2 separate regions of the Gossypium hirsutum genome follow, and region 1 is linked to region 2. Evidence: chromatin contacts called from public Hi-C data. All regions are on one chromosome and are shown on one strand. Each heading gives the region's core, a stretch centred on a gene start, on an enhancer-like site or on the middle of the called end of the contact. The rest is flanking DNA. Distances are from core to core; before and after follow the strand shown. Region 1 holds the start of LOC121203041. Region 2 has its middle 17 kb from the start of LOC121210955.

What was found. A called contact is a pair of places that touch in the nucleus more often than the background predicts.
Region 1: a Hi-C map of fibers shows a contact between it and region 2, with 1.8 times the contacts expected there. The contact joins the promoter of LOC121203041 here to the enhancer-like site in region 2. A contact is called at or near these places in 7 of 34 Hi-C or Micro-C datasets (anther, fibers, hypocotyl and 2 more).

The regions. Positions count from the first base shown.
Region 1 is chrA12:89,253,203-89,258,764 of Gossypium_hirsutum_v2.1, forward strand. It overlaps LOC121203041, which reads right to left and starts at 3,656. Exons shown (of 4, transcript XR_005906270.1): 1 at 2,602-3,656; 2 at 2,414-2,491; 3 at 2,107-2,172; 4 at 783-1,361. LOC121210956 (a long non-coding RNA gene) reads left to right here and starts at 5,360. Exons shown (of 2, transcript XR_005906271.1): 1 at 5,360-5,562.
Region 2 is chrA12:89,195,920-89,202,034 of Gossypium_hirsutum_v2.1, forward strand. No RefSeq gene overlaps it. Among protein-coding and RNA genes, the nearest start is that of LOC121210955, 17 kb to the right of the region's middle. Within about 2 kb of position 1,717, at least 2 of the 9 cell types and tissues checked have an H3K27ac peak or open chromatin away from gene starts, as enhancers often do. A contact at or near this core is called in fibers, where this site is marked.

The sequences.
Region 1 (5,562 bases), core at 2,406-4,905, 59 kb after region 2:
TACCTAATATGATAACATTTTAACTTACTATAAAATTTTGACAATTCGAACTAAAAAGTAATTGAAGTATATTTAATATTTTTATCATATGTTTTATCTATATTTATAATCTTAATTAATTTTTTATTCTAATTTCATAGATATTAAGTATATATATTATTAGTTTTAAATTAATTAGTATTGGATGTTATTACATAAGTATTTCAATTATGTGACTTTTAATTTTTAAAATTTTTTTAAATAATAATACATATCACAGCTTAAGTGTCACGTATCGCTGATTTAACTAGATTAAAAGAAAAAAAAGAAAAAATCAAAATGTTGGTACAGAACTAAATGAATATTTAAACCAAAAGAGGAGTGAAGTTCCCCCAAACACAGATCTGGAGTTGAGAGAGAGAGAGAGCACACGCCTGCCTCGGCTCCCAAACCTAAAAGGTTTCTAGATTCAATGTATTGAAATCTAAAGAACCCTTTTTATCCATTTAAATCACATTCGTTGGATTAGGCGACCCTGAAGTCAATACTATCTTAACATATAATTAAAACAAAATTTTGACATTTTTTACTACTTCCAAATTAGCAGCTCATGCAGTAGTACTTCTCCTTTATCAAATTCCAATGGTTTAGTCATACTTCCTCAAACTACTATTTTTTTCCCTTAATAATTATAGGGAAAAAAAGGTCAAACAATGATCCCTCTACCCAACCCCCAACTTCTCTGTTATATCCTACATTGTTTGTATTGCACAATATTACGTTTCTTATTTTTATTTTCATTTATTAATAATAAAAACAAAAGCCTACAATCTCTTAATCTAATGATAAAAGTATTATGTTATAGGTATTAGAATTTGAATTCGATCCTAAACAACCCCGTTTTCTTTATTAATTATAAAAAAATAAAAGATAAAAAAAACAAAAAGTCATCCAATTTGACGTGATTTTTAAGATGATAAAGGACCCAAAAAAAGAGCCAAGAGGACCTTATTCCTCGCGGACATTCCATAGACATAAGCGATCAAGGCCTGCGACTATACAAAATCCTCCTCATCCGGAAATAAAGATACAAGCTTTGCAAATGCGAAGGGAGTTGGGGCCTCCTACAGACACGTTTCCGTGGTCAAATTTGGCTGGTTTTGTTGAATCAGAGAGACTGCGGGCTTCCTTCCATCTCTGCCTCAGCAACCCCGTGCCAAAATCTTATATCTAGTGATCTTCTCTGTTCCACTACTGCTTTTAATCCAACAACAATACATTGTTTAGGTGGGTGGGAGCGAGGGTTTCAAAAAGCTCCTTGTGTCTTAACAGGCATTATTGTGAGAGACACCAATGAATGCACTCGTATGTTATTTCATTACCTAACACAAATGCAATTACCAAGGATGAACAACCCAAGGATTAAAAGTAGCTTTTCTCAATGCTGGAAGTCAGTGATAGCTCTACCAATGCCCAATGAATGGCCAAACAACACAGTTCAATGTTTTCCATTTAGCTTTAGCAAATCCAAAATAACGCTTAACCAAATAGTCTGCAAGTTGAAAACCTGTTTTAAATAGCAGTTTTTGAATTAGGTGCATAAGAATCCAAGTTATGCACACTCTCGAGTTCAATTAGCTTTAGAAATCCAAACAAGCATAACCAAAAGAATTAGCTATGATGCAATTATCAAGAATGCAAGTTCAATTCAGATAAAGCTACAGCATCTGCAGATATACTATCATTTGTTCCTCATTCGTACCAACACAAATGCAGTTGTTAAATGTTTTGGTTTAATAACTGTAAGTAGCAGGATTTTACTTGGTGCACTCAACAGAATCAAAAAGACCATTCAACAATTGTAATCAGAAGAACCATTCTCTTCTATTAAAAAGAAAACACAGATGTACTTGTCACCTTACTTTGTACAAGATTATTCAGCTTGAGATAAAGAAATAAAATGAATGAAGAGCATATTAAAACAAAAATTAGCATTTTCTTTAAAGCAATTGAACCGACACCAGAAAGTTAAAAAGGCAAATTCAACTTTGTTTTTGTGAAATTCCTAAATTCACAAAGGTCTGGTACCACTGTATACGAGACGACTAATTACGGTCACAAAATTACCATCAGTCGGTAAACAGAAGCCTCCAATCGAGCTTGTTGCAAGTTGAAACACCCCCTTTACTACCTCTGCAGAAAGTCAAATAGCAACATGTCAAATCTCGATTCAATCACAATGCGGAGATCTTACATTAGACCCTTTCCTTTCTTTATTTGTTTGGTTCCCGGAAGATGATCAGAAACAGAGAGGAGAAGAAAGGTGGAACTTTTTTTTTTGAATTCGTATTTTCTTGGTAGTTGGCTTCTTTTTTGTTAAAATTTAAAAAAGACGGATTAAAATTAGGATATATATATATATAAGAGATTTTACCTTGCCGTTTTCAGCCAACTCCGGAACCTTGTAGGCATCCGCCGTTACCTCCGTCAGCCACAATCCGGGAAACAAGTACTGTAACCAAAACCAATAACCAACCAATAAACAAATAAATAAATAATGAAAAACACCAAAAACAATCGGAAAAAATGTAAAAAATAAAAAAAAAATAAAACGAAACTTACATCCAATTGCTTCTGAACATTGCGTGCGCGTTTCTTTGGTCTTCTCGGAGGGCGGTGCCCGGCCATCGCCATGAAATCCTCCTCGATCTCTTTCTTCGATAGCGGCACCGAAAATTTCGGTCGTGGCTTTTTCTTGTCGGAGGCCACCGCCGATGCCGCCGGTGGTCCCTTGTCTCTTACTCTGGATGACTGAAACACCTCATTCCTCATCGGAGAACTGTAATTGTTGTTAGTTACTTCTCCGTCAACCGGAGCCTTACACGCGGCACGCCTTGTCCTCAGATTCCACGGCCTCGCCTCCACCTCTACCGCAGGCGATTCCTCCCTCTCTTTATCTTTAACTTTGTGCTTATGTTTAGGCTCTTCAAATTCCTCCTCGTCGTCATCCACCTCATCGTCGTCGGACACTTCGTCTCTAAAAATTGCATCTTTGATCTCATCCGCCGCCGTTTTAAGATCCTTAATGATCTTCTCCCTAACTGCCTCGATCCCCGCCGCCGCCTCCCCCTTAGATATCCTCAACCGCTGCTCCCTAGCGTAATCGGTGTTCTTGCTGCTGGGAGATGACTCTGATTCGCGCCGCCGCATTCCACCAACCATCAAACTGTCAAACTTAGAGGGGGGAGATCGGCGTCTTTGAAGGACACGGCGACGACAATGCTGGTTGTGATCAGCAGGGGGGGCGGTGGAAGAGTCGGTGGCGGTGGAAGCATCGTCAAGTTTCATACACCTGAGATATCTCCGATTGCCCCACTTCAAACAAGGAAGGTTGAAATTGTGAAGAGGTTTTGATCTCTCGGGTCCCATCGCCATCCCTCTCTCACCGGAAAACACCATTGATCGCATCACAGAGCGAGCTCAATGTTTAATACCAAGAATTCCCGATGGATTTCCTTAATCTTTTTCAACTGGCTTTGAAGGAGTTAATTTTTGTCGTAGCGGGTAGGTTTCTTCTTTGCTATGCTAATCGACGGGAACGCGTTGAGAGAGTTTTCGTCATGCGATATATAGATTTTATATTGGGGAGTGAGGGAAGGAGAGGGCCGGTTCTAACGTTCAGGTTATGTGATTTCTGGGGGTATTTTGTAATTTCATTTCCTTTTGAGGGTATCCTGCTAAAATGCACCTTGGTGTGTAAAGTTTACCGGTATTGGGGAATTCCTTGGGTTAAAGCCTCGTTTTCGAGTTGGCGAAACTACTCGTTTGGTTTTTCACTTTCTACTTTTTATCTCTTCTTATTACCCAATGCGTTTATTATTAGGTTAAAATCTTTTTCGGAATTTAAATTTTATTTTATTTATATTTATATTTATATTTATATTTTTATGAGTTTAATTTTTTAAAATTCTAAATTTAAGCTTAATTATTAATGCGGTTAATTTTTTATTAAATTTATTGTTGTAATGTTTTAAAAAAATTTCATTCGGTAATTATGTAACTAAAATTTTTTTTAACGAATCTAAATTTAATAAAAAAAAATTTTAATAGTGTTAATAATTACACTTAAATTTTCAAATATGCAAAATAAAAGAATTAAATTTTTAAAAATAAAAGGACAAAAATTAAATTCTAAATTTTTAAAAACAACATATTTTAACTTTATTATTATTGGCAAGTTAACTTTCAAAATTTGGATTTAGAATTAAAAATAGAATAATTTGAATGGTACAATATTTAAAAATATTGTATTTATAATTATTTCTCAAATTCATGATTATCTAATAGCAAATTTGAAATTTTAAAAAATATTTTTTAATTTGATAAATTTATATTTTTATACTTTTTAAATCTCAATTATATTACATAATAAATAAAATTTAAATTCATAATCACAAACCAAGAATTAAAGATTTGAAAATTTGATGAAATAGTAAAACGAAATAACAATGTCAATGTGAGTTTATGTGGTTTCTTATCATTGAAAGAAAGTGGTGTAATTTTTGTTGCATTTGTGTGATTGGTTTAATAGTTAAACATTATATGTACTAGGATCGTGTCGTAGGTGAATGAAAAATTTTATATTAAAATTAATTTTATAAAAAATTTATTTATAATTTAATTACAGAGGAAGTGGTAAAGTTTTTATATAATTTTTTTTTATCAATTTTGGTTCCATTTTAAGACATTTGAATTTTTTTAACTAGTGATTTTTAGTTTTTTATTTGAATATTTCATATAAAAATAGTAAAAAAAACAAAACAAAATAAAATAAAAGCACCACTAGAATGAGATTTATTCTTTTTTTTAAAAAAATATTTTTTAAAGTAATTTTCTTGAGACATTAATCTCAACAAGGGATTTTATTATAACGAGATTATGGTACACCCACATTGTGGGTAAAAAAAATATAAAAAATATATTTATTATAAGTTTATATAAAAACTAAATGCAACTATGGTTGGAATGATAACATTTAAAATTTAAAATTTATGGTGTTTTAGGTTCAAATATATATATATATAACATCATCTATACTAATATTTAAGCACTTGGGTGAGTTGGTGCCTTAAGCCTCTACATTAACGGTTTCCTTCTTTGACCTCATTGATCATTAAAATCAATCGAATGACCAATTAAATGGGGACACAACTTTTGATTTAATCTTATATTTTTCTCATAAAAATTATAGAATTTTTAAAAATGTAAAATTAATAAAATATTTTTTTTGAAATTCGACTAGATTATTATTATAATAAAAACTCAAAACAAAGAAGACCCATTTGCTGAATTGGGTACACTTCAATTAATCGGGCTAAGGTAAAAACAATGAAATAAATAACAGGCCTACAGCAGAAGGCCCAGCAGAATTAAAAAAGGAAATGAAAAGACAAAGCAAAATCTAGAAACCTAATTCAAAACCTCCAGTCGTCAGAACAGCTGGCCTCCAAAAAAAAAAAATCATTTCCTATCACCAGGTACAGCTGTAAAATAGTAGATCTGCAGCATATCTTTTACTTTTCT
Region 2 (6,115 bases), core at 467-2,966:
CAGTTTTTTATCAATTTGATCATTACCTTTTAAAAGTAACTGGTTTTTTTTCCATATTATAAATAAAAAACATAAAAAATTAAAAATATATATTTTTAAAAAATCTAAAATTATGAAAAAAAGATATACGCTATTTAAAATGCAAAAAATAGAAAATGAAAGTTATCATTTTAAATATATATAAAAAATTTCGAAATTCAATGTTGTCTTAATTGGACTGAATCAGCTAACCAGACCGATTGGACAGAAAATCAGCTAGGATTTTGATCCAATGAGAAGTAAAAAAGATCAGTTGACCCGTGAGCTGATATGGACTAATTGAATTTCAAAATAACTTTTACCTCTCACCGAATCGATACCCCAATCAATTTTTGATCCAACCGATTCGATTGGCCGATTTAGTTTGGTTCAGGCAACATTGAATTTCAAAATTTTTATATATGTTTAAAATGATTTTTTATTTTCTATTTTTTGAATTTTAAATAGTTTCTGTTTTTTTTTTCATAGTTTTAGATTTTAAAAAATTATATTTCTTATAATTTTATGTTTTTTTTAATATGAAAAAATATTAATTTTTAAAAAAATTTAGGGTAAGGACCAAATTGATTAAAAACTATAAATAGTAAGGACAAAAAAGTTATATTACTTTTTTATAACTTATGATAAAAATTAGATGAAAAAACTGAAATATTTTAAGTAAAAAAGTAGAATGACTCAACGTTTGAAAATTACAAAAAATGATGTTGAGGATGGCTGAGTTAGGGTGAACATGTGTATTCGCAAATACAAATTAAACCGAACCACTAAACTCAGCAGTCCAATAACTAACAATTTATATGGCCCAAAATTCTAACATAACCACCTTCAGCTATCAAACATTATTTGAATACCAAAAACCCATGCAACTTCATTCCCACTTACAATTTTTTTATCCGCAATTAAAATTATCTGACCTTTTCTCTTTTTTATTTTAATTTCCAAATAATATTTGAAATTACTCCATGTTCAATTCAATAATTTTAACTTACCTTTTAAATTTGGATTATAATATAAAAAATTCATTAAAAATAATTCAATAATCATTTAAGCCCTCAATCTAAAACAATATCTAATTGAACCTTTAATCGAACTTAAGCCCTTGAATCGACATTTTCTATGAAAGCCCCTTAACATCGTTTACTTTACCATATGACACGTAATGGTTGTCCACATAGCAAAATTTAGTAATTTCTCTTTTTTTTAAAAAAATATAAAAAAAATTTAAAATTTTTTAGTTTTTTTAAAACAAAATATTAACCATAATATAAAATCATTTAACAATAAAAAATAGAATTTTTAAAAATTAAAATTTTTGTTATTAAAAGATCTAACCAAAGACACGTGTTTATGATAATCATCAACCAGCAACACACCATTGATTATTAAAAAAAACATATAACACGAAATGAAAATATTTTTTATTTGTCATCGAAAAAAACATGGTTTTTTTTTTCATCATTGTGTTGGACATTGAAACCCTAAAGGTGGAGTTTTACCACAGTGAATGAGGACCTGAAGGTCTATGGGATTATAATATTGATATTCAAAAGCTTGGCTTTGATCGTAGTACAAAGGCAAATTGCAGTGTCTAAATTCAATAGCCCTTGTAGGACAGGACAACATGTGCTTTCGCGCCGTTGGTGGTGGGAGGTGGCTTCACGATAGGAGGCGTTGGTAGGTTCACAATAGGTGGTGATGGTGGTGGTAGAATCGATGGTGTTGGTGGGTTCACAATTGGAAGTGATGGAGGTAGTAAAACCGATGGTGTTAGTGGGTTCACTATTGGTGGATTGGGGTATACTGGTGACTTTGGAGGCAATGTTGGTGGTGATTTGACCAGCGGTAGTGGATAGTAAGGTAGCTTGGGTGTATATGGCGGAGGCCACAACAGGTGACTTGGGTGTATAAAAATTCTAATTTTTTATATTTTTTATAATTTTAAAATTTCTATTTTTATTTTTAAATGATTTTCTATTATTTTTTATATTTAATATTTTTTCAGTTTTTTTAATAATTTTTTTAAAATTATCTTTTAAATTTTTTTTGCAAAGATTGAATTTTAAATTTTTTTATGATTTTTAACTTTTTTTTTAATTTAAGAGAATTTATTAAATTTTGCCATGTGGCAAAACTTTAATGTACCACGTGACAAAGTTAAAGGCATTTAAGGGCTTTCACAGAACGTGTCGACTTAAGGGCTTAATTAAATATTTAATTTTGATTAAGAGTTTAAATGGATATTATTTTCGATTGAAGGTTTAATTTATTCTTAAATTATTTTTAATATAAGTCTTTAAAATCTCTTTTATACAAATTAATAAATCTTTGGAGATTTTCTTTCATGGTTATGGTTTAGAATTTAAAATAAAAATTAACTAAAATTATAACTATGTTATAAACCATAGCTTATTTTATGTTTTTAACAATTATATTAATTACTTATAAAGCACATTAAAGTTATAACCTCGAATACGTTGCAAATGTTTAATATAAAATATATTTTTACCTTTTTGCTAGTGAACAAGAGTGGATGGGAAGGATGGATGCTATAAATGATCATATCCATATTAGGGTGTAGCAATTGTTTAATTATTTTTAACTGGCTGGTCACTCTGAAAAGTGTTTGGTACAATAATGTCAGTAGCGCAAACCTCCAATTGTACGTGGAAACATATTTGAGGTCTTCAAATAAAGGCAAATACATTAACTATTACTGACTCCCAAATCTCAGACTTACACATAAGCATTTCACCGATGATGTACAGTATGTACACTCTAATATACTGCTTTAACCCTTTATTGGTCACATCATCTACTAGCAAATGCTTCACCAATGTATTCAACTAAATAAACTTTACTCTCTATTGATATCATCCTCATCATCGATTGGATAATGCTCAATTAGCCTATTCATTTATGGATCTAAATCAAATTAAGCCACATCATTTGCAACAACTCTTTCTCTTGGAAAACTCATGATTAGGGTTATATCTTCAAAGGTGATTGTTATTTCATATAGGGAATATTTTTTTTTTTGCTTTATTCGAATTGATCTATTGTAAATACAATAAGAACAACATTTAAAAGTTCAAATTTACAGCATCCCATAATATAACATTTTCTACAATTAAAAACTGACGTTTGATATCAAGTCTAATACTCACCACCAAGCTTTAAACATGTCTCCACGATTTGTACCTGCTATCGCCAAGGTTGAGGCCATTTAATTTCCTTTCTTATCTTCCATCGAAAATACAACACTACCTACTTTCTTAATTTTCCTCTCAATATCTACAAATGTTGATTATAGTGACCATGGTCTCATCAACTTGTTTGCACACCAATTGAACATCACATTAGAACCAATTTCTACAAACAATAAGTCATTTATCTTACATTCTAAAGATATACATACTTCCAATGCTAACAGCACCACTCCTGCCTCTGCCGAATCAACATCATTTGTTGCAATAGGACCTGAAAATAGAGCTCTTGCAACACCCTCCATATCTCTCAAAACACCTCCACAACCTACACTATTTTCATTTGTTATCCCACATACATTGAACTTTAAACATACTTCCGGAGGAGGGCGCCATATCGATGAGGATGATCTAAATTTAATTGTGTCTATCCTGCACCTATTCAAACAAATCCACCAAGAGCTCTCTTGCATCAATAAATCATCATAGATAGACCTTATCCATAACAATGCCCTCAACTTTGATTGAAAAATCAAAGTTTCCATGGTCATCATCTTTCTTTCAAAGACAAGTCCATTTCTTACCAACCATACTGTCTAGTAGGCTACCGAAATTGATATCAACCATAAGTTTTTTTGGATACCAGCCAATTTCATATTATAACACAATATGTAGAATTCACCAAGTCCTTCTACCGGTTCCCATTAAGCCTCCCACCAATTGAAAATTTTATACCAAAATCCTTCAATAAATTTACATTTGAAGAACCACCCTTTCTCACCATAGGCAACCGATCAAGATGTTTTGAAGTTTCACCCCTCTTTTGACAAGAAATTCCTTTGTAGGAATTCTATCAATGACGAGCATCCAAAGAAAGCTTCGTACTCTCGGTGGTACCTTTAATTTCCATATTTTGTCAAAAGCAAAATTTATATCATCCTCACATTCTATTATCAATAATTCAGAACACTTCTTTACTGTAAAATCCCCATTACTATCGTGTACCCAACAAAGCCAATCCTCCACCCAGGAACTAACTCCGTGCTACTCACTCTATCCTCCAATTTACAAAGCATCTCTTCGTTTCTTTCTAATAATGTTCTTGTAAAGAGTTCGTTCCATTTTACTTTGCTAAATCTATTATTTCTCGAGTAATCTATACAGTACCTCCCTTTTGTCTTGCTAAGCGAAATAGCCTTGGAAATTCCAATTTTAGTGGACAATTATTGCACCATATGTCTACCTAAAACATTTTCGTCCTTCCATTTCCAATCCGCCAACAAAAAGCTTCATTCCCCACCCTTTTAGACACATAGGCATCATTAGAATTCTCTATAATACCTCTCCAAACAATTGACATATCTTTTGAACAAATTATCCTAAATCGCCATCATTGTAAGCTCGAACCATATTTCACTAGGATAACTTTTCGCCACAACGTATTTTTTTCAATCGCAAATCTCCAGCACCATTTAGCCAATAATGCTCTATTTTGTATTCCAATATTCACTACTCCCACTCCTCCCTTCTCCTTTGGCTTGAATACCTTATTCAAATTAATCTTATCCATCTTCTTTTTACCATCTATACTCCCCCAAAGAAAATTCTTCCTTATCTTGTCGATCTTTTTAATTATCGTCGTTGGAGCTTGAAATAATGACATGAAATAAATCAGTAAAGATGACAACACAGCATTGATTAACACTATCTTTGCAGCCCATGATAGCATACGACATTTCCATCCCGATAATTTCTTTTTGAATCTCTCTATACTAAGGTCCTAAGTGGCTACCCTCCTCGAATCTACTCCAAATGGAATCCTCAAGTAATTGAAAGGCAAAGACCCTATCTTGCACTTATATATTACTACCATCCGATATAATATTTCTTCATGTACATCGAAACTACTAGACAAGATTTTTTGAAATTGATACTAAGACCCGAAAATATCTCAAAACACCGTGGAATATATTTCGCGTTGCTCATCTCCTGTTCATCTGCTATTAAGAATAGTATAGTGTCATCTGTGAATTGTAAATGAGTAAAAATCTGTCCAAGAATAACATTTTGAAAGCCTTCAATTAGCCCCAACTCCACAACTTTATCCATTTCCAAATGAAGCACTTATATCAATAAAATAAATAAGAATGGGAATAACGAATCTCCTTGACAAAGACCTCTACAGAATATGAATTCATTTGTGGTTGATCCGTTGATAATTATTGTTGCTCTCACCTTAAATACGCACTCTATAATCCATTCTATCCATTTTTCACCAAATCCCATCTTGAATAAGACCAACTCCAGAAAATCCCACCAAACACAGTCATATGGTTTAGAAAAATCCAATTTGAAGATTAGATTGCCCCCTTCCGTCTTTCTTCTTAATCGAGTGGATTATTTCATTTCTATTAAAATTCCGTCAAATATTTGTCTTCTTCTGATGAATGCACATTGAGTATCGCTCACCATCTCTCCGACGACCTCTCTTATTCTTTGATGTAATACCTTTGCCACTATCTTGTACAAAGAGCTTACCAAACAAATTGGCCTAAAACCAGATATTTCAGTTAGATTTTCAATCTTTGGTATGAGTGTGATAAATGATGAATTAATATTCCTCTCAAGCTTTTCGGATATAAAAAATTTTGCCATTAATCTAAAAAAATCCTCATTTACAATCTCTTAGCTTTAAAAAAAAAACACAAGTTAAAGTCGTTCGATCCAAGTGCTTTCTGTTCATCATAGCTTCATACTGCCTCTTTAATCACATCCATCGAAAATGGTGCCTCCAGTTTCAAAGTCTTCTCCTCATTTAGCTTTCTAAAATTTAGTTCCAAGTCCATTCTCCACTTCCTCACTGGGCAATTAAA